Regions from separate parts of the Mus musculus genome. Here all the other regions are linked to region 1. A link is a contact called in public Hi-C, HiCAR-type, HiChIP or PLAC-seq and promoter capture Hi-C data. All regions are on one chromosome and are shown on one strand. The core of a region is the stretch at or near the end of the contact, and the rest is flanking DNA. Distances in the headings are between cores, read along the strand shown.

Region 1 (2,902 bases), core at 306-2,805:
TCAGCATGATCCAGCCCGGCTGTTTTCTTGTTTTACGGTGAATCTTGTCTGCATCATCTAATACGAGGTTCAAGTACTCCTCAATGCCAATAATGCAGCCATCTATCCCTCTTTCCCAATATTCACTTGCTCACACAGCCACACCGGAATCTGCCTGGCAAGTATCTGAACTTGAGGTTGGCGGACTGCACCATCACCCTCCACACCTTCTGTGGCCCTGGCCCTGGTATGCCATGGTTGGAAGTCACAAAGACCATCTAGGAGGAAGGTCGCCTCAGAAAGTGACTTCCAGAACTATTTTAATATTCCCTTTTTCCCCCCTTCCCTTTTGCTCCGGCCCCGCTCGCACTGGACCATAGGTTTTTTATTTGTTTTTCATTAAGGATGGTTGTGAGCCACCATGTGGTTGCTGGGATTTGAACTCACGACCTCCGGAAAAGCAGTCAGTGTTCTTAACCGCTGAGCCATCTCACCAGCACCTATTTTAATATTCTTATTTGGGATATCTATAAGGCAAACTTCACAATAGATGTTAACTGTGCTGGAATACTTGACTCTCAGCTGGTGCAAGACTTCAGCTCCAGGCTAGCTTCCTTTCCATGGCCCCTCAAACTCCCTTCTTTCCATCCTGCCTCAGGTTGTCCCAGGATTCTGGGAAGCCAACCAATCCAAGGGTTTCCTTCCCACACTGGATGCCAATGAGAACAAGCAAACAATGTTTTCTTAGTATTTTAATATCTCATGATGAAGATAACATAAACATTATAAACTTTGAGGACTTCATGCCTAAACCACCACCTGCAGGCAAGGTGCTTCCAGCAGGTAAAGGTGCCCAATTGAGGACTTGAGTTTGATCCCTGGGACCCACCTTGTGGAACACATGAGATTGGGCACAGCGACCCCCGTATGTATGTATGTATGTATGTATGTATGTATGTATATACATACATATATATATATGTGTGTGTGTGTGTGTGTATGCACATATATAAACATAAATAAGACAATTAGATAATTAAGCAAATGCATTCGATAAAAAATAAAACACAACATCCAAAGTTTGGAAATAGTGGCGATAGCTAGATAAAGTGTGAATATAATTAACGTCAATTTTACACATAAATGGATATATATATTTTCCCCCACACTTACGAAAAAAGTTCGAGTGTGGGTGAAGAAAACCAAAGCTCTAACACCTTGTCAAACCAGTCAAACCTCGGTTCTCACGCCCACTCCCAGTTGACCACAGCTCCTTCCCTGAGGGTCACCTCCTCGCTCCTCAACCTCAGTCTCTCCATTAGTAAAAACGGGGTGGCTGCAAAGATGACCTCTGGGGCTCCGTGGAGTACAGTTTCCGGAGTGTGCAAAGATCAAGGCAGAGTTCCCAAGCCACGCTCCGATCGCCACATGCTCTAGCACCAGCGTGGTGCGGTCTTAGGCTCGGGGTCCGGCGCTGAGAGCCCAGAGCTCGGGCGCCACGCGCGTGCGCAGTGGTCTCGGGGCCCTGGCCCTGTGCTGAGGGAGGCGGCGGAAGGCGGGTGCGCGTGGGGCTCTACAGACCGTTGTCCCCTCCGCCAGTGCCCAGGGACAGCTCCCTCGCCGCCTCCTTTCCCCCGCCCTCCCCCCCTCCCCGGCTCAGGTCACATCTGCACAGCGCAGCCGGGGAGGGGAGGAGCCCTCCAGCGCGGAACCCGGGCTCTCCACTCGGCCCGCCCCTGAGGGGCGTGGGAGGGCGGGGCGGCGGACTTCGGACTCCAGCCCCCGACGCTCCTCTGTCCCTGCCGCCCTCAGCCATCCCCAGCGGTGAGGGAGCCATGTCCGCGCTACTGGGGCTCCGGCCCGAGGTGCAGGACACCTGCATCTCGCTGGGGCTAATGCTGCTGTTCGTGCTGTTCGTGGGGCTGGCCCGCGTGATCGCCCGGCAACAGCTACACAGGCCCGTGGTCCACGCCTTCGTCCTGGAGTTTCTAGCTACCTTCCAGCTCTGCTGCTGCACCCACGAGCTCCAAGTGCTGAGCGAGCAGGACTCTGCGCACCCCACCTGGACTCTGACACTGATCTACTTCTTTTCCTTGGTGCATGGCCTGACCCTGGTGGGCACAGCTAGCAACCCGTGCGGCGTGATGATGCAGATGATTCTGGGGGGTATGTCCCCCGAAATGGGTGCCGTGAGGTTGTTGGCTCAGCTGGTTAGCGCCCTGTGCAGCAGGTACTGCATAAGCGCCCTGTGGAGCCTGAGTCTGACCAAGTACCATTACGACGAAAGGATCTTAGCTTGCAGGAATCCCATCCACACCGACATGTCCAAAGCGATCATCATAGAGGCCATCTGCTCCTTTATTTTCCACAGCGCTCTACTGCACTTCCAGGAGGTCCGAACCAAGCTTCGCATCCACCTGCTGGCTGCACTCATCACCTTTTTGGCCTATGCAGGTTTGTTATTCCTACCAAACACTTGGCAGTCCGGAGCCTCTATGACCAGAGGTTCTAAGTTCTTTACCGATACATTTGAGCACCCCCTGCACCCTACCCTGGGCCACTTATTATTCTAACCACCTTGCAGCCTAGCAGTTGGAGCCAACATACAGATCTTCATTCATTGCTGTTTTGAACACCCAGAGAAAGCAGACACTCCGGTGCCGAAACTAAGATCGTGGCAGATTACTGCCAAAGGCTTAAATAGCCCACAAAGGGATTGTTTTAATGTTAGAAAGGCAGCTTATCAGTTACGGCTCTCATGCCAAGGTGGTATAGATTGCTTCTGACACTCTTACTGAGAAACGATCCGGTCAAAAAGTTCCTTCGAGCTTAAAGTGCACGATAGGTCAGTAGTTGACCGCGAGGAGAAGCAGTTCTGTAGCTGCATTCACGTCCTACTTTTTTCCTACAAATTACTTGTCAT
Region 2 (3,036 bases), core at 54-2,553, 700 kb before region 1:
ATCCTTCGGGGCTGTGGGATGAGCTCTTGATGTACAGAGTCCTTGTCTGTCTCCAGCTGAGAACCAGAGCATGAGTCTTCAGTGTTCTAAGTGGCAGTCACTTCCCTCACAGTCTTGTTACTGAAGTACCCCTGACTCAGACTTTGATGGAACATCTCAGAAGCTATCAAGCTTTTGCTTAACTCTCAGTTTTAGAGGAAGAAACTGATTATGGGTAGTGACTTGTCTGAGGTCTTAACGAAAAGGTGAGACCAAATCAGAGCCAGACTTAGCCACCAACTTCCCAGCCAAAGAGAAATCCCACCTCACCTCACTTGCTTTGTCTCTATATCTATATCTAATCTATATCATCTATATCTATATCTATCATGTCTATCAATTATCTATCTATCTATCTATCTATCTATCTATCTATCTATCTATCTATCTATCTATCTATCTATACCTCATAGAGGATATCAGAGCTTTAAAGATGCTGATGTCTAAGTTAACCCCTATGAGTTCAGTTGGGGACATTGAAACCCAGAGAAGAGGCTATACTTCCCCTGGTCCTGCAAAACATCCATTGAACTCCTTACCTAAGGTCCTGCTGGTCAGACTGCCACAAGAGTCCTGCAGCCAATGGCCTACAGAGGTGCACAGACATTAGCAGGGACCACCTTTTACCACAGCTCTGCCCTGATTTGTAGCACAGGGTCTGGACCCCTTTCTGTGACCTGGTTTCCCCAACCACAGAGAGCTCAGTTTGCCTCTTAAAGTCTCTAAATGTCCATTTTCACTGATGTCCCATGGGCTGGTAGAACATGGAAATAGATCTCCGTCTCTGAGATTAGCCATATTTACCTCCACCTATTGCTTCAAAGGGTGTAAGCTCCTCTGGTCTCTCTGCACTGGGCCCAGTAGGTTAATGGGCAACCCTGAAGTGGAGAGGGGATTGTATTTCTTGGATTTGGTAATGGCCTTTGGGTTTGCCACAGGTTACTTGGTTATGAGGCCATACACATGGAGTTGAAGGTTCCCTATCAGCGCCCTGGAGCTCACAGACAGAGAAGGAAGCTTTTGTCTGCACAAAGGCACCAAGCCAGAGAGAGTGACATCAGCGCAGGGGAGAAGGATGGAGAATTCTTATCAGCCTAGGGTCACCCACTTGCCCCCAGCCTGGCCCTTTTGGCTCTCTTCAGGGCATGCTCCCAGCAGACTCACCTGCCATGATGGGCTGTCAGAGTTGACACTGGATCTTTGTCAGACCGGAGGGTCGCACACCAGGGTCCTCAGAGGCGAGGCTTTCTGAGCACTCTCTGACTTGGGGCCTCCCACGTCTGTGTGGTGTCTTAGCCACTCATTGCTCCTGTTATCTGCTGGCTTCCCGAGACTCCTGCCTGGGGAGTGCTTCAGATATGGCTCGTTCCCTCCCTCTTCCCCTTAGGATTCCAGAGAAATCATCTGGAAAATTGAATCTGTTCAGACACCAGGGCTCTGGGGATCCACACGAGAGAGAAAGAAGTTAGGGTGGGAGGGAGAGGGAGGAGGTAAGAGGGTGTCTTCGGTCAGCACTGTGGACAGCTCTGGCCACTCTGGGGTGCCCAGGAGGCAGGGAGTCCAGACAAGTCACAGAGCTCAGCATTGATAAGCACCCATCAAGTGCAAAGCGCAGTTCATTCTATCCACAGTGGCACCGTTATTACGTCTTTTTAGAGATATACAAAGTCTGGCACAGAGAGGTTAGATAATTTGACCCAGGTTACAGAACCAGTAAGGGCCATGGCTAATCGCTGCTTTAGGCTTCTGTTTTCCGCACCATGATGGTCTTGCATGAGATGGCTTTTGGTGGCTAAGACCTCAGACCAGAGGGCTTGCTTATATCCCCCTTCACTACTCTCTCTGGCGGACCAGCTTTTCTTGAGGTCTCTGTTCTGCTAAGGGCTGACAGCATACTCCACCTCCCCTTGAGATGACTTTGTCACACGGAAATGTGTCTTGTTTGTTTTTGTCACCTTATTCGTTCATCTGGAACTTACTAAGACCTCATTTCCCAGGTCTCCCATGGAGTGAGTCAAAGTCACTTTCCCCCCATTGCCTCAACTATTCCTGCCATTTCCCACAAACTCACTTACCTCCTAGGTGTTGTCCTAGATAAGTGAGCCCCATTGACATGTGGAGAGAACAAAGCATTTTTCTCTTAACAGATCTTTTCTAGCAAGGATAAAGAGGGGCACAAGAGTCAACAAATAATAATTTTACTGCTGAAAAGTGACAGATGTTATAAAACGAGGTGGCGAACCTCAAGGGTACCAGATACACAATTCAGCAGAAGAGTTTTATATTATTATGCAGTCTTTAGAAAGGTAGGTATGGGGCTGGAGAGATGGCTGGGTGGTTAAAAACACTTGGCTGTTCTTCCAGAGGTCCTGAGTTCAATTCCCAGCAACCACATGGTGGCTTACAACCTTTTATAATGAGATCTGATGCCCTCTTCTGTCATGCAGGCATACATGCAAATAGAGCTCTCGTATACATAAGATACATAGAGAAATAAAAATTTTAAAAAAGGGTAGACCTGCCTGTCATAAGTTAGTTTTGGTTGTGAATTTTCTTGTAGCTCCAATAGTGCTCTGAGTGGGCTGCAGGCCCCTGCTGATGTGCTCAGAGTGCTGCTAGGGCAGAGCATAGCTGCCTCCTGGTTCTCTTTCCAGCTCTGCTCCATGCTCCAGGTGGGACCTGCCGTTTATCCAAGCCTCTCTATTAGGAAGGTCCTTGTGGAGTCTGTTCTTACTGCAGGACTGACAGTGGCCTGTGACACTTCTACCCTTACATAGCTGCTTGGAACAAAGACCACAAGATGACTTGTGGCCCAACAGGGTGACTTTCACTCAAACGCATCAACAATCATTAGGGACAGGACAGGTTTCTGCATAAGGAACAATTATATTATCATAAGGCTGCTGAAACTGCCAGGTGGGTGAAACTGAGCTGCCTTCTGGAAGGATCTGAGTTTAGTCTTTATGGGATTCACCGGGATTGTAGGACAAGGCAATT
Region 3 (2,971 bases), core at 120-2,619, 660 kb after region 1:
GACCTAAGTCAGAGCCTGGTTTCATTGACACACTTGCACTCCCCAACAACACTTCCTTTGAAAAACAGAATGTCACTTCCTCAGTCCAGAGGCCAGAAGTCCCTTGATTCTGATCTGGGGAGTAGAGACAGGAAACTCTGGTAAGCTTCTGTCCCCCATGGCCAGCCACTAGTGCAGCTGACAGAGGGCAGGGTCTGTTGGGAGCTCCCTTGATGCACTGCAGCTGGAAGCGACCGCTCACTTCCAGGCTGTGGGAGTGATTTCTCAGAGTCCAGCACTCCCAGGCAGCAGAACAAGGACGATTCTTGGCAAGTGGAGAGCGAGAAGATGGGAGGACCTGCACTCCTTTAACGGACTTTCCGTTTCTAAACTCCTCAGACTACCCCAATCTCGGATCCTGGCACCATTTTGTTCTCTGAGCTCGGTAGACAAGAAGTGGGTGCCCCGACCCCAACTGCCAGTTTCTCACGTAGAGGGGACGGCCCGTCCCACCAATTTCACTACACACAGCCAGCTCGCACCACCTAGCAATTCAGAGCCACATCTTCAGACCCCAGACACCAGACGACACAAAACTCTGGCCAGTTATTGAGGACCAAACTGCAGTGTCACCCCGTGGGGCGGAGGACCGCGGTGTGTGTGTGTGGGGGGGGGGGGTATGTGAGAAACATTCGGAATAATGGGAAAGAAGGGGGACAAACAAATGAGTCACTTAATACAAGCGCTGCACATGCCGCTGACGCTGCCCGTGATGTAGTGGCCGCAGACTGGAAGGAAGCAAGGCGGCCACCGGGGAGGGGCGGACAGAGAAAGGGACCGGGAGAGGGGCGCCGGCGCCTCGCCCTTTGTGGGCCCGGGGCCGCGCGGCCCCTCAGCCTACCCTCCCGATCGGGGCGACTCGGCTCCTTCGGCCCCGGGCGTTTTACTCTCCCGGTCGCCCGGAACAATCGCTCCAAACTTCGGCTCGGCGAGCGAGGAGTTCTCGGGGAGGCAGGCGGCAGCCGCAGCCCCGACCTGCGCCCCGCCCCTCGGCGGCGCACCTGTGACAGGTGTGAGGCGCCCCACTCGCGCCCGCCGCTCTCGCCCTCGGAGGCCGCGGGGCCCCGGCTCGCCGCGCCCGGCCTCTCTCAGCGCCCCCATCTCCGAGGCCGCGGGACAGCCCCCGGCCGCCCTCCCGCCGGGCCGCGCCCGCTCGCCCGCTCGCCTCACTCACATAGCGCCTCAACTTCTTCTCGGGAGGCGATTTCCTCAGCCAGCCGGTACACACCACGTCGTCGCCGCCGCCGCCGCTCATGTCGCCGGCTAAACTGGAGCCCGCCGCCGGCTCGCGCGGACAAGGGCGCGGGCGCGGGCTGCTGGGTCAGCCGGCTGCCGGTGCGCGGCTCGCGGGGGAGGGGAGGGGCCCGGCAGCCCCGGGGCGAGGACGAGGCAGTGAGGCGCGCGGGCCCGGCTGCCTGCGCGCGCTCGAGTTCCACCCCCCCCCCCCGCCCTCCGGCCGCGCGCGCGCGCGCGCACACACACACACACACAGCCCCACCAGGGCGCCTCAGCAGGCGGGCGCTCGCCACGCCCACAGCCCCGCGAGGTCCCCGAGGGCAGCCGGCGCAGAGGCCAGTTAGCCTGGACCCCACAGGCCCGGAGGCCGTGAGACGAGCTGTCGCCAGCAGCTGCGTCCTCAGGGTCTTGGTGGCTGTTGTTGGTTTTTTCCCCCCTCTAAGCCTGGAGCTGCAGGCGGGGTCGTGAAGACCTCTGGGTGGTGCCGGTGCTAGGGTGAGGGAAGGCCAGAGGCTATCCACCCTAGGTCGAACGTTGAGCCTATGCTCAACCCCTCTTCCCCAGCGTCGTGGAAGAGTAGGACAGAGATCCAAGGACTGCTCCGGTTTCCTGTCCATTCCCACAGTTTCAGGTTTCAGTAAGTCCGATTCTGGCTGAAATGAGTCCTGCTTCACTGTAAGTTAACTCTCACATCTCTAGGCCAGAGAAGCAGCAAACAGACATACTGTGTGCTGGGAGCTTACTGCATTCACCTTCCACAGCGATTATCTTCACTGCCTTACAAATTGGATAGGTCATAATTATACCCATTTTACAGATAGCCTGAAGCCACACAGCTGACACAATGCAGGCCTTTCTAATCCAGGTGTTTTGGGAGGAGGGGAGGGGAATCTTCTCTCCTGTTTTTTTTTTTTTTTCCCAGAGTGACATTACTGCAGTAATGTCTGTAGATCAAAGGGTGCTTGGGGGGGGGGTGTGGGGGGACTGGACGGGACTAGATCTTATTGCTGAGAAACAAAGTCCAGCTGGCGCTCTCCCATAGTGCCTCTGGGAAAACTGAATCCAGTAAAAGGAAACTGTAAGTTTTGCAGAACACAATGAATTGGAAAACAAGGAGGTATAAAAGAACAAGAAATTGTGATAAAAATGTCCAGAGTTTCCACTCATTGACTTTATAAGAGATCTCTCCTATATAAATGTGAATATAGAGATCTTTTTCTCACTGGCTTGTGCTGAGAGGGTTGAGATAAAGGACCAGGAAGCAAACACCCAACACCAGTGCTCCAGGGGGAAAGTGGAGGAAAAAGAAAAGCAAAACCAAAACCTTTGGTAAGAGTTCTTTTTTTAACTCACAAAGTACCTTTCCAAACAGCATTTAAAAGGTAGGTTCCCTTCTAGTTTCTCATGAAGTTGCTTAGTAACCCACTTTATCAACAGGGAGTTGTGTGGTTGATGCATGAACCGGAGAGGCAGCATCTTGCAATGCCTCAGCATAACCTTTGTTTTCTGGATTATTTTAGTCTTCTCTCTGGGTGCACCAAAGCTAGTTATTTTAGATAGTTGGACATCTTTTAGTCTAACAGATTTTGTTTGGATTGGGGAATCTTTAACCATTTCAATTATAAAAGCTGATTCCTACCTGTGCTTAGCAATTCTAGTCACTCTGAGAGATGAAGGGACCTTTGACCCATTCCAC
Region 4 (2,933 bases), core at 249-2,748, 620 kb before region 1:
TCATTCCTCTTGTATTCCTACTCCATAGGAAGAGGAGTTCAGACTCTGCCCAGGAGGCTCCAAGAAAATTGGTAGTATAGCACTAAATTGTAAGGGTGACCCTGCCCACTTGGATACGATTTCAGACGAGGCCACAGTAAAAAGATTCCCCTAAAGACCTCCTATTCCCAAGGATGATGGATTTTTTTTTTCTTTCCCTCTTTTGGCTTTTTGAAACATTCTTTCTCCAGAGCTAGGCTTTCACACTGACAGTTATCCTGCCTCCCCCTCCTAGGAGACAGGGACCATTGTCCCCTCTCCTCATTAATAGCAGGGTTCAGCCCAGGTGAGTCCCCAGGGCCACATGGTGGAGGGAAGGGAAGGGTCTGAACAACCACTTTCTTCTGAGTGTGAACTTGACTTTGCTGACTGGGAACTTCCTTTTCCTCGGGCAGACACGCACAAGCCCAAGCAAAGATTTCTGTTTTTAAATAATAAGGAAGAAAGAAATGAAAAGACTGTGTGCAACAAGCCTGGGCCACGGCAGGGAAACATGGCTGGAGTTCCCCACCCAGGGGCCCTTTCCAAGGTGGCAAGTTCCTGGGAGGTCCAGAGACAATACCACACTTCCCTCTAACCCTTTACTTCCCTCTGGAGATAGGCACTGTCTGGGTATGTGGATAGAAGTACCTGCAGCAGGCAATTTCTCTCTTCACTCATGTATTTTTTTTCAAACACACACATGTCATATATCATATATATTTGCATATATATATATATATATATATATATATATGCAAATAATTTCGGCAGAAGAGGATGGAAGACTTAAGCCGCTACTACAGAGCAGTTTCCCTTCTTGGAAATCCAGCCAGAAGTTGACTTTCCCTCCAGGAAAAAAAATATGTCTGTTAAGTCTGTTGCTTTCTCCCTCACTTGGTGTCTGCCAGCTTTCCTGCTTTTGCTCTCTCTCTCTTCTGTTCTGCCTTGTCTCTTTTCTCAAACACACCCATTAGTGACTCTGGACCTTTTTTAAAACTTTTTTTTTAAGTGGGGTAGGGGAGAATTTGAGAGAAAAACCCTCACCCACCCATTCTTGCCAACTAATTCTGCTTTCCTACACACACACACACACACACACACACACACACACACACACACTGGCGACCTCCAGATGTTCCCGACCCAGCGGCCATCTGCTGAGATTACTGGGACGCGCAACTGAAGGAAGGCAGAGGGGGCAGGGATCCGGGTTGCAGGAAGCTGGGAGAGGCCTTGTGGAGTAGGAGGGAACCGCGCACTTTTTAGACGCTCCCTAGGGTGGAACCCGTGCTCGGCCGGCGGGGGCAGGGCTGCTAAAACGCCCCCCTAGACTTGCACTTTAACGACGCTCCCTGAGCTTCCTGGCCTGTTGCCGGTGCAGCCACTGGGTGCCGAGCAAGGGGAGCCCGGCGGCGGGCGGGGACGTGGGGCGGGACGAGCGGCGCGGAGAAAAGCGCCGGCCCATGGGCCAACGCCGGGTCGCCTAGGTGAGCGTGCCGAGGCGACAACTGCAGACCTGCCAGGTGGGTGCTGTCGGGAGGCGCAGCGAGATCGGCGCGCATTTGGAGGTTTGGAGCCCGGGACTCCAACCTCACCGCCCCATCCCGTGAGCAGGCCAGCGCGAGGGGCGGGTCCGGGTCCTGCCAAGGCCCCTCAACTTTTCCGGGACACCGAGCCATAGAGTCGGGGGAGCAAGGGTGAGGGCTTTCAGGAGACAAAGGCTCTGCCTGGGGGTCGTGGGCGTGGGCCGGCGCCTCCAGGGTCTTTGTAAGAACACGTGCATCTCACGGTACTGGGTCTTTTGTGGATTTGGGTTCGGAAGCCAGCATCTGCCTTGCCTTTGTGTGTGCGTGGCTTTGCATGGCTATCTCGCTCCAGTGTCCCCGTTTTGCAGCCTTGCGTTTGGTTGTGGGGACCGGTGGGCGCTCCTAGTGTCCGCATACGTGGTCTATGCTTGTCGACGTGTCTGAGTTGAGTATCTGTGGGGTATGTGCGCACTGAGAGCCCTGAAGCTGCCCCGACTCTCTGCTCCCTTTCTGTCCATCGTTTTCCCCCTACTTGGCTTCAAACTTTTCTCTGGGTTCCTCCGGCAACGCCTGTTGGCAGCCCTTCTCTGTCTCACCTCCGGAGGTCCTTTGAGCCGGGAGGGGATGAGATGGATTTGGTGGGTTGGGGGTGATCTGCAGTGCCTGGCGACTGGCCCGGGCCAGGACTGGGCGGAGCGTGCGGGACACCCTCACTGGACCCCAGTGGGAGGAGGGAGGGGACACCGCTGGTCTGGGCTCCGGCCTGAGGCCAGAGACCCGGGAATAGCGTACTGCTGGCAGTAGTCTGCTCTGCGCTCCGGGGACAGAGTGAGTGCGGACTGAGATCAGTCTGTTTGGTGGAGAGACTTGATTGGCTTTGAGTTCCGGCTCTGCTTTAACCCGACCCCAGAGTGAGGGGACGAACCTTCCAATCCAGTAGGTGAGAAAAGCCACGGTTTGTCTGCATCCGGCCTGCTCGCGGCCCCTAGCCCTGATTGGGCTGTGATGAAAAGGGGCTTTCCACACACTAGTTTCCCAAGGGATGGCCAATGGCTCACGTAGGGCACGGGCGTGTTGCAGAGCCCGTTGAGATTCGGTCACTGATGTGGATGAAGTGAGAAGAACTCTATGCCGTGGGAGCGGAGCGCACCGTGGTGGTAACCAGCGTGGCGAGCTTAGCTGAAAGCGGCTCCCGCCCACACTTGGCCAGGCTCAGAGGTGACTCAAACTTTGATCCTTTCTTGCTCCATGCTAGCCTTTCGGATAAGTCTAGACTTGCAAAGCCCTCAGAGTGGGAGGGGCTCCATCCTGTCCGAGCTTTTGATCCTGGGTGGCAAAGATAAGTCAAACACTTTTTTTCCCCAACCATCCACCCCAGTTTGTAAC
Region 5 (2,700 bases), core at 176-2,675, 920 kb before region 1:
AGAAACTGACCTCAAAATAGGGTGCAATAAGAAGGCCAGGAGAGCTGTATAGGAAATGGTCCTTTTTATTTCTGACTAACCTACAGCTCCATTCAGGAGCAGGAGTAGACTCATATGCAGTGGTTCACAATTTACTTAAAAACTTCTTCTTTTTTCTTGTTTTGGTCTCGGTGTCTCTTGCAGTCCAGTCTGACCCTGCATTCCTCATCTTCTTCCACTTCTACAGTGCTGAGATTATAAATGTAATTCATAATGAACTAGGAAAAGAACTTTCATTCACGTTGTGTATCTTAATATTCCCACAGGGTAGTTTTTCTCGTGTGTCCATCCTAACATCCCTTAGTGCTAGGAATCCGATTCAGGTCTCCAGGTCTTGCACATACTTGACAAGCAATCTGCCATTGAGCTAGATGTCCTCCCAGTGGTTACCCTAGTTTTCACGGGAATCTGCTAACAGAAGGATGCACACTAACAATTCCTCAAGATTTGCACTTTCATTGCATCCGATGCTACCAGAGTTCTTTATTTAGAGGGAGGACACAACAAAATTCGATGGGATTTATAATACTAGAAATTAACTTTGAGTTCTTGGATCAGAGAAACAATATATTGGGTCCCTATCGATCTGTAAAATAGGGGCACAAGGCCTCCACAACATTGTGTGGTTAAGAACAAAGGCTGATGGTGAACCTACCATGTCGTAGTGCCTCAAGTAAGTCCCTTCTTCCCTTTGTCAGATTTTGCACGAGATATCACTACCTCTCCTACTTCGTACATGGCGTAACTCCAAGCTGAGACCGCTCGGATTCCTTTCCTCCACTTGCAACTCCTAACACCGAGAAAGGTGTACGGGCCACTGTGAGGTCTTCTCTCTCCGTAGTGGATAACCTTTCTTGAGTTGTCGTTTGGGTGGCTGGAAGACGCTGATGACTACTCCCAAGCGTCTACGGAACCAGATCTTAATCCTCAACTGGGCATCAGGGACCAAGCTGTGTTCTTTTCATCCCAACCCTCGCTAGAGTGAAAAGGTCGAAGCTCAGCTCCAATTACAGACGCCATCTTGACCGCTACGTGTGACGCCACACGTACAGCCGAAAGAGCAGCTGATTGGCTGGGAAAGACCGGAGGATAGGCGCGCGAAGCTGGAGACTGGAGGGTAATGTAGAAGCCGAAAGGAACTACACTCCCAGACTTCCTTGCGCATGTGACCAGCAAGCAGCAAGAGAAAGAGGAGCGAGGTTGGACTCGGACTACAACTCCCACTAGGACCCGCGTTGTCCGCCCTTTCCTTTCAAAAGGCAGAGGAAAAGGGACAGGAAGAATGGAGGCTTTTGAGTGCTCGTTTCTCAAAAGGCGGGAAAGGCGAACTACACCTCCCGGCGAGCCGCGCGCGCCTGCGCCTGCGCTCTGGTATCTGTCGCCATCTTGCCCCTTCTGAGGCACCGCAAACAAACCTAATTCCTGGTGTCCCCTAGTCTTGGCGGAGGAGCCTTTTAGATGAGCCCCGAAAGGCCGGGCAGGTGGGTGTCTCTCAGGCAGGGTCCTGGGAAAAGCTGGCAGGCTATCCAGGGTAGGGGAGCGCTTGGCCAGGCACGGGGAGCCCGGCTTGGGTCGGTCAGCCCCATCCTCCGTTGTTTCCTAACGGGATCGCGGGGCTCCCTCAAGTGGACTGAGGGCGACTCCGGCATGCCTGGTGATGGGACGCCGGAGGTCGAGGTCTAGGAGCCCCGAGGCGACTCCGGGTTGTCTGACTGTCTGTCCGTGCCCCCGCTTTTTCTCCGTTGTCGTCTCCGCTGAGGAGTGCGCGAGGCGCGGACGCTGGCCAGGGTTCCCAAGACTGGCTGCTGGCCGCGGGGGCGCGGGCTTGACATTGGAACCCGCTCGGAGCCGCGCGGGCGAGGAGCCGGGCGGGCTGCTCTTGTTGTGGTGCTGTGAGCGAGTGCGTGTTTAGAGAGGGGGCGGGGCGGGCTGCCTGCTGACACTTGAGCGGGGGACGGAGTCGGTGCGACCCCGGTGCCGGGAGCACGCTCCGGCTTCTGCTGCCCGGCTTTCCTTTGCTGTGCGGCCCCGCCGTGCGTTTCCCTGGAGGGGATGCTTTGGGATGCCGTGACGTGGTACCCGATTCGGGCGGTCGCCGGCCGCCTCCGAGATTCTACCGGGAGGCGGGGACTGGCTTGGGGAGCGAGCGGATTCCTTTGGCTCTGCCCCTTCCTCCTCTCCACCCCCTTTCTTTATGTCATCCTGCCAGCTGGGGCGCGCCATCCAGTTTGGCTCGCTCAGAGTTGGTTCTGAGCTCAGAGGACTATGGGAAGTAGGGGGAAGGGGGCTCCACTTGAGGCCAAGAGTTGGAGTTAGCAACCCAGAGCCTGGAACGCAGTTGAAGAGTCATATCGGTTTAGTGTTTGACTCTTAGGCTGGCTCATTCATTCATTCTACTCTGCTGCTGACCATCCATTTATCAGTTTAACAGATGTTAAGGAAGATCTACTGAGTTCTCAACCTGTAGTGTAGTTTTGTTTGACCAAGGAATTCACAGTGCGAAATTCTAGGCTTTTAAACTTTTGGTAACTGGTCGAAATGACTCTTTTTTTACTGCCAAAACTTGAGAAAAGAGTTATTGAGTTTCATTTATCCAAATGACATGCTCCACCGTTTGCTTATTTTATCTCCTAACTTATTATTAAGGAAACTGGCAGAGGT
Region 6 (2,861 bases), core at 120-2,619, 960 kb before region 1:
GAACTTACTCTAACCCAGGCCTGCTTCAAATCTCAATTCTCCCTGCCTCCTCAGCGCTGGGATAACAGACAATGTCCACTGCTCAGCTCCCTGGCTATGCTTTTTTCTTTAATCTGCTCTGGTATATGCACGAGCGTTTTGCACTTTGAGCATACCTGGTACACAGGAAGGCCAGAAGAGGTTGTGTAATCCCCTGGAACTGAAGTCACCTAATGTGGGTATAGAACCCAGGCCTTCTGCGAGTATAAGTGCTCTTCAGCATTGAGCTATCTTTCCACCTGTTCCCTAGCTAAAAGCCCTTCCAACCCCTGCTGTATTTTTCTTCAGGATATTTTTCATTATTGGACACGGTATTATAAATATTTTACTTGCCAATTTCCCAAGACTTGAATGTAACCTCTGAGAAGAGGGATTTTCATTGGTTCATGTTACCCACTCTCATACTCTGACCAATTTCTACCAACTGTCGGCTTTCAATAAATATTTGCTCAATTAATATCATGCTATATTCAGCGCTCGTTGATAGATCTGCTCTCTCTCTCTGTGGATTAGGTGCTTTCTGCCGTCCGTGACAAAATTCACTCGAGTCTCCAGCACCTGACATGAGTACTTCAAACATGGTTAAGCACTGATTTTTAAACGAATGAGCCAACAGGAGAGCTCTGAGAACTACCTGCAGTCTATCACACTAAGTCCCTATGATTCTCAGACTACGTCCCAGATTATAAACTACCCCAAGGAAAAGTGAAGTTGCAATACCATATTCCCACGCCCTCACACTTGTCCTCTGTGGTCCCAACAACCAAGGGAGACAATGAGTAACGGTCGGCATTTGAACACTGGGTTGACAAGTCCGAAGGAGGCAGTTGTGACCTGATTTAAGATCAAAGAAAGCGGCTCGCCTCCAAACAGAAACACTGTCCTAGAAGAGACCAGTGACGCGGGGGAAGGCAGGGCCCCTGGGAACACAGCCCTGGAGAAGGGTTACTTCTTTGACAGCTAAGGAACCGCGTCGGACCACCAAAGGCGCTAAGCGCCCACTTCATCCGCCTTCGCGCCCCCGGGTGGCACCCACTGGGCCGGGTGCCCGCGAGCGCACGTGCGCGCAAGTCCCTGAAGCTTCCGCGCCCCACTCACCTGGCCGGGTCCCGCGGGAACCTGAAGAAGGCCAGGTCAGACTGCGTGCTCTTCCGTGTGCAGTTGGGGGCAGCGCAGAAGTTCGGCATGGTCGTCCGGCCGCCGGCCGGTCCAGCCCTCCCCTCCCCGCCTCGTCAGGGCAGCGCGGCCGCCCCGCGGGGCCGGGGAGGGGAGCTGGGCCGGCCGGCCGGCTCCGCAAGGCCGCGCGCGGAGGAGGGGCTGGCGCGCGAAGCCGCGAGGGGCAGGAGGGGCGCGCGGGCCGAGGCTGGGCTGGGGCCGCGGCTCCACAGTGCTGTGTGCGGCCGGGAGGATTTACCGCCGCCGCCGCCGCTGCTGCACCTCCAGCCCGCCCGGGACGCTACCGCCTCCTTCCCACAATGCACCCTGGCGCTGGAGGGTGCCCTCTCTTCCCTCAGCTATCCGCCCCCGCCCTCTTCGCAGGCGACCGTCCCTGCGGGCGGGCATGCGCACTCGAGAGGGTCGGGCCAGCTGCGTAGTCTCAATGCACATGCGCACAACCCAACCCGCGCAAGGAAGGAATTGCGCATGCGCTGTAGTCTCCCCGGGACTGGCGAGCGCAACCCCGGGTTATTCGGGTAGGTTTGCTGTGTGCGGGTTCCTGCAGATCCAGGGCAAGCTAGAACGTTACTTCACGGCTGCGTCTGCCCGGCTTGTGTAAAAGTTGTCACGGTTCATGCGTCCATTGCGTGAGTCACCGTAGACTCTTAAAGGCAACAGATTCGGGATGACCCTTGCGATTGCTTTGAAACAACTCGCGGGTTGAACGCAAACATGAGTTGTAGAGGATTTAATTTTTAACCCGTTTTGCCTTCCGGTTACTCTGTGACCGAATTAGTGCTAGATTGCTAGCCGCACACCTTGACTAGACGCTAGGGTAAAAGCTCAGAAAAGCAGTAACTTCCTTGGTGGTTTCCAGAGAGGCAGGAATAGTGCAATGATTAGGCCAGCAGCACCCTAGAGATTTTTACCTCAGGCTTCTCACAGTCCTGGCCTGATAACGTTCCTGTATGGTTTTGTTTCAAAATGAGTGGCCGCTATTTAGAACAAAGTATCAAATTTTGCGTAAAATCGAACACGTCTGCAAGTAAGACCCACCACTTTTGAAAGAAGCGTATGGGGGTGAAGTGGTGTCGAGGGCTTGAGTATTTGACTGGCACAAAAGGTTTAAAGAAGGGTGGGAAAATGTCTGAGATGATCCATGAAGTAGTCGTCCAGTCACCCACAGAACGGATGCAAATATCCAAAAGGTCACGGACTTTGTGTGAACAAGCAGTTAACAGTGAGAAGGATGGCTGAAGAAATTACATTTAGAGAAAGAAACCATTAGATTCATTCTGAAAGGAAACCTGAACACGAGAAAAACGTCTGTCAAAGCTATAGCAAGTATTTTGAAGGATCAGCCTGAACTTGGGGAAATTTGAGTGTCCATCTGGTCATTCAAAGGAAATTAAGAACGCTAGTTTATAGGTGAGGGAAAAGAGGACAAGTTCTGAGATGTGGAGTTAGCTGCAGCAGAGTGCTGATGAGGAAATGGCTCTGCCTGTGTAGAATCCCAGAAGTCGGGCCCCTGCCAGCCACCTTCTGCAGGGAGCATGCTCAGAGAGTAGGAGATCTGACGACTGCTACGGTATCAGACATGGAGATGCAGCGTTTGGAGTTTGCCCAGCTGGTTTCCTGTCTTGCTATTGGGATTACAATAAAGT
Region 7 (2,906 bases), core at 18-2,517, 600 kb before region 1:
TGACCCCAGTGAACTTCCCCTATGGTTTTCTAGCCCCTTGACCTACGCCCACTCTGCTCTCCCTTCTTACTGATGATGAGAGTGCCCCAAGTGCCCCCATCCATGGCCCCATGGGCTCAGAGGGGTCTCTCCCTCAAGCTGCAGGAAACATCTTCCTCCCCTGCATGATTTCAATCGTGTTAGCCAAGCGAGGAGCTCAGGCCCACGTTTGCTCCTTCTGGGAGGTCTATGCCCCAGCTTGGGGGTGTGAGCAGCTGAAGTGCAAAGGATAATCCCAGAGTACTAGAAAGACCCGGAAACCATCTTATTTTCCCAAGTGTCTCACAGTTTAGCTTTAGGATTACATAATCTTTAAACTTTCACATGGGTGGGTGTGGTGGGTGTGGTTCAGGTCTTAGAACAAGCAGATCCAGATGGATTCTACTGCATAGCTGATACTGGAGTTTACAAAAGGATCTTACACATTTGAAAGCAGGGCAGGGATGTATGTCACAAGCCCCCCTCCAAACTGCCCTCTTTTCTCTCCTCTTAGAACGATTTGTGTTGACATGGAAAAGAAAAGAAAAGAAAAGAAAAGAAAAGAAAAGAAAAGAAAAGAAAAGAAAAGAAAAAGGAAAGGGAAGGGAAAGAAAAGAAAAGAAAAGAAAAGAAAAAAAGATGAGAGAAGAGAAGAGAGGAGAGGGGGGTGTCAGGGAGGAGAGGAGAGGAGAGGAGAGGAGAGGAGAGGAGAGGAGAGGAGAGGAGAGGAGAGGAGAGGAGAGGAGAGGAGAGGAGAGGAGAGATAGAGGGGGCTAAGATGATGTTGTAGCTGACAGGCTGGCCCAAAGGACCGGCAGGAGGCTAATTCACGAGGGGTAACCACTTTCTCTAGTGGACCTGTGAGAGATGACAAGAAAAATAAAACTCGAAGTCAAAGGCGACAGAATTCTAAGAGTGACAAGTGGATTAAGGAAGAAGGAGGGGTGGGTTGTGAGGAGGCGGGAAAGGGGGCTCAGCTCAGTTCTCCGTGGGTTTGGACGCCTCCCCTATCTGCCTCCAAAGCCTTGCATCTAGCAGAGACCCTACACATCGTCTTGGGGCACCCCGGGATAGGCTAAACTCAGCCCTGACCCATAGCCTCCCATGAAGGAGCCCCAGGCCAGCAACACAAGAAAGCAAAGTGACTGCGTAGTCAGGCCCCGGACTTCAGTTCCGAGGGTCTGACGGGGCGGAACTAAGAGCTTCCGGCTAAGCTTGTCATGGAGTTAATGCCCGGCAGGTGGCGCTGGGATTCCTACTCTGGTGGAAGCTCCTGGGCTTCTATTTCCTGCTTCCTTCCTGGACTCCTACTGACAGAAGCAACAAGTGAGTTGGAGGATGCTACAGGTCCGGAGCAGAGGGCAAATTCAGAAGCACGTATCTGATGACCAGAATTTTTCACGGTTACCAGGAACTCCATTCTCTTCACATAGTCCCCTCTGCTACAAGAACTTTCCTGCTCTCTGTTTCATAGAATTGAAAAATATTAATCCAGGTTCCCTAATAAATAGGGTTTTTGTTTTGTTCTGTTATTTTGTTTTAGAGTTTCCTATGTCCAAACCCAGGGATAGGTACTGAGGAAAGATCAGCGACTAAAGTCTCTGATGTTCGAGATGTTGGCACCTAGTTGGGAAGGGACAGCCCACACACACTGGACATGTTAAACAAGACCACACTACATACTGCCACAAGGTACAGAAGCAATAGATCAGTGTTCATAGGAGAGAATCGGGTCTCCGCGCTCTTACCTCTGAGCTGAGGTCTGAATGGAGGCCAAGCGAGGCCTGCAGGGACACTTCCCAGGGGAAACTCAGATGCCTCGCCCGTGAGAAAGGGACAGTGGGCAGGTGTGCAGTGTAAAGCCAACAGGGCAAGGACAGAGGCCTCGGCTGCCCGGGAGGCTACACTGTGGGGGTGTGCATCCCACCCCACCCCCACTGCAGAGGCAGCAGCTCAGCCATCTGAAGGATGGCCTGGACACACAAAGATCACTGCTGTGTGAGTACAGAACTGGCCAGAGCTGCCAGAGAGGAAGTCATTACCATCAACTGTGACGATGGCAGCTCGGTGGTAAAGATGTCAATGAGAATGAATGTAAAGGGTTTGAACTGTTTCTGGAGTTAAAAAACAAAACAAAACAAAACAAAACAAAACAAAACAAAACAAAGAGCAAAAAGCAAGCGAAGGAACAAACAACAAAATCCCTATCAACAAAAAGGAGTCTGATGAATCCAGCCCTGCGATGGCTTCCTTCTTGCTTTATCAGAGAGATAAGAAACGGAGCAGAGGGAGAAAACAGTTTGGCCAGGTCCCATAACTGATTAGTGATAAAATCTGGGCTTAAAGAGCATTGCTGTCTGCCACCCGTAGAGGGTTGTTTAAAGACTTGACTCAAAGCAAAGGATGGAAACCAGAGAGTAAGCTGCCCAGGCACTGATACAAGCTTAACATCAAACCCAGAGACCCTTTGCAAAGCGTTACCAAGGTAACCAGGTACTGCCCTCAGCATAGGCTCTACTGCTCCTTCAACTCTGGGAGCATCTCCATAAGGAGCATTGGTGAGACCCTGGCACTTAAGTTCTTTTGACTGTCTGTCCCCTGTGTCCCCTACACACACAGCCATTCCCTATCCTGACTCACTAGGGTTGGGTGTTGACAATTAGGGGCACTAATGAAACAAACACCACATCTCCAAAATTCGGGAAGAAACTGAGCAAGGAAAACGAATTAAAAGGGACCCTGGTAAGCAGTGTGCTTGTTACTTCTCTTGCTATTTTCCTTTCCTTCATCTCTGCCCCCCTTCCTCTCTGCCCCCTCCCTTCCTCCATGCCCCCTTTCTCTCCCCCCCACCCCTGCACACCCCTCCTCACCTTCCTTCCTTCCTTTCT

Evidence for each region. Promoter capture Hi-C pulls out the DNA fragments that hold promoters and counts their contacts. Hi-C and Micro-C count contacts between places; a contact is called where the count stands out from the background. HiCAR-type assays count read pairs that join an accessible place to other places. HiChIP or PLAC-seq counts read pairs in DNA pulled down with a chosen protein or histone mark.
Region 2: a promoter capture Hi-C map of liver shows a contact between it and region 1, with 4 times the contacts expected there. The contact joins the promoter of Gucy2d here to the promoter of Aqp11 in region 1. A contact is called at or near these places in 10 of 39 promoter capture datasets (the 3T3-L1 cell line, 3T3-L1-derived adipocytes, cranial neural crest and 5 more), 5 of 484 Hi-C or Micro-C datasets (the N1E-115 cell line, embryonic stem cells, nephron progenitors and 1 more), 3 of 115 datasets of contacts at active chromatin or transcription factors (T-cell acute lymphoblastic leukemia, bone marrow-derived macrophages and large pre-B cells) and 1 of 9 other capture datasets (embryonic stem cells).
Region 3: a promoter capture Hi-C map of pre-B cells shows a contact between it and region 1, with 4 times the contacts expected there. The contact joins the promoter of Gab2 here to the promoter of Aqp11 in region 1. A contact is called at or near these places in 1 of 39 promoter capture datasets (pre-B cells), 1 of 484 Hi-C or Micro-C datasets (the G1E-ER4 cell line) and 2 of 115 datasets of contacts at active chromatin or transcription factors (bone marrow-derived macrophages and pancreatic cancer cells).
Region 4: a HiCAR-type map of astrocytes shows a contact between it and region 1, with 3 times the contacts expected there. The contact joins the promoter of Tsku here to the promoter of Aqp11 in region 1. A contact is called at or near these places in 1 of 39 promoter capture datasets (embryonic stem cells), 2 of 484 Hi-C or Micro-C datasets (both in embryonic stem cells) and 3 of 115 datasets of contacts at active chromatin or transcription factors (astrocytes, embryonic forebrain and pancreatic cancer cells).
Region 5: a contact with region 1 is called in a promoter capture Hi-C map of pre-B cells, with 2.8 times the contacts expected there. The contact joins the promoter of Emsy here to the promoter of Aqp11 in region 1. A contact is called at or near these places in 2 of 39 promoter capture datasets (liver and pre-B cells) and 1 of 115 datasets of contacts at active chromatin or transcription factors (extraembryonic endoderm stem cells).
Region 6: a FOXA1 HiChIP or PLAC-seq map of pancreatic cancer cells shows a contact between it and region 1. The contact joins the promoter of Thap12 here to the promoter of Aqp11 in region 1. A contact is called at or near these places in 4 of 39 promoter capture datasets (erythroid cells, liver and pre-B cells), 1 of 484 Hi-C or Micro-C datasets (the G1E-ER4 cell line), 2 of 115 datasets of contacts at active chromatin or transcription factors (bone marrow-derived macrophages and pancreatic cancer cells) and 1 of 9 other capture datasets (liver).
Region 7: a contact with region 1 is called in a Hi-C map of the G1E-ER4 cell line, with 4 times the contacts expected there. The contact joins the enhancer-like site here to the promoter of Aqp11 in region 1. A contact is called at or near these places in 9 of 39 promoter capture datasets (the 3T3-L1 cell line, the C10 cell line, cranial neural crest and 5 more), 3 of 15 datasets of contacts at CTCF or cohesin (the NIH/3T3 cell line, embryonic stem cells and large pre-B cells), 16 of 484 Hi-C or Micro-C datasets (the G1E-ER4 cell line, the N1E-115 cell line, embryonic stem cells and 4 more), 5 of 115 datasets of contacts at active chromatin or transcription factors (T-cell acute lymphoblastic leukemia, astrocytes, embryonic forebrain and 2 more) and 1 of 9 other capture datasets (embryonic stem cells).

The regions. Positions count from the first base shown.
Region 1 is chr7:97,736,900-97,739,801 of GRCm38.p6, reverse strand. Aqp11 (aquaporin 11) reads left to right here and starts at 1,555. Exons shown (of 3, transcript NM_175105.3): 1 at 1,555-2,433. The coding sequence starts at 1,815.
Region 2 is chr7:98,438,683-98,441,718 of GRCm38.p6, reverse strand. Gucy2d (guanylate cyclase 2d) reads right to left here and starts at 1,303. Exons shown (of 19, transcript NM_001130693.3): 1 at 1,204-1,303. The coding sequence starts at 1,210.
Region 3 is chr7:97,080,149-97,083,119 of GRCm38.p6, reverse strand. Gab2 (growth factor receptor bound protein 2-associated protein 2) reads right to left here and starts at 1,369. Exons shown (of 10, transcript NM_010248.2): 1 at 1,214-1,369. The coding sequence starts at 1,294.
Region 4 is chr7:98,359,853-98,362,785 of GRCm38.p6, reverse strand. It overlaps Tsku (tsukushi, small leucine rich proteoglycan), which reads left to right and starts at 1,498. Exons shown (of 2, transcript NM_001024619.3): 1 at 1,498-1,544.
Region 5 is chr7:98,655,294-98,657,993 of GRCm38.p6, reverse strand. It overlaps Emsy (EMSY, BRCA2-interacting transcriptional repressor), which reads left to right and starts at 1,425. Exons shown (of 20, transcript NM_172280.2): 1 at 1,425-1,520.
Region 6 is chr7:98,701,755-98,704,615 of GRCm38.p6, reverse strand. It overlaps Thap12 (THAP domain containing 12), which reads right to left and starts at 1,369. Exons shown (of 5, transcript NM_028410.2): 1 at 1,138-1,369. The coding sequence starts at 1,226. Gm15506 (predicted gene 15506) reads left to right here and starts at 1,688. Exons shown (of 1, transcript NR_144495.1): 1 at 1,688-2,861. It also overlaps the pseudogene LOC108167485.
Region 7 is chr7:98,339,937-98,342,842 of GRCm38.p6, reverse strand. No RefSeq gene overlaps it. Among named protein-coding and RNA genes, the nearest start is that of Tsku, 20 kb to the left of the region's middle. Within about 2 kb of position 1,267, at least 96 of the 459 cell types and tissues checked have an H3K27ac peak or open chromatin away from gene starts, as enhancers often do. A contact at or near this core is called in the G1E-ER4 cell line, the NIH/3T3 cell line, T-cell acute lymphoblastic leukemia and 1 more, where this site is marked.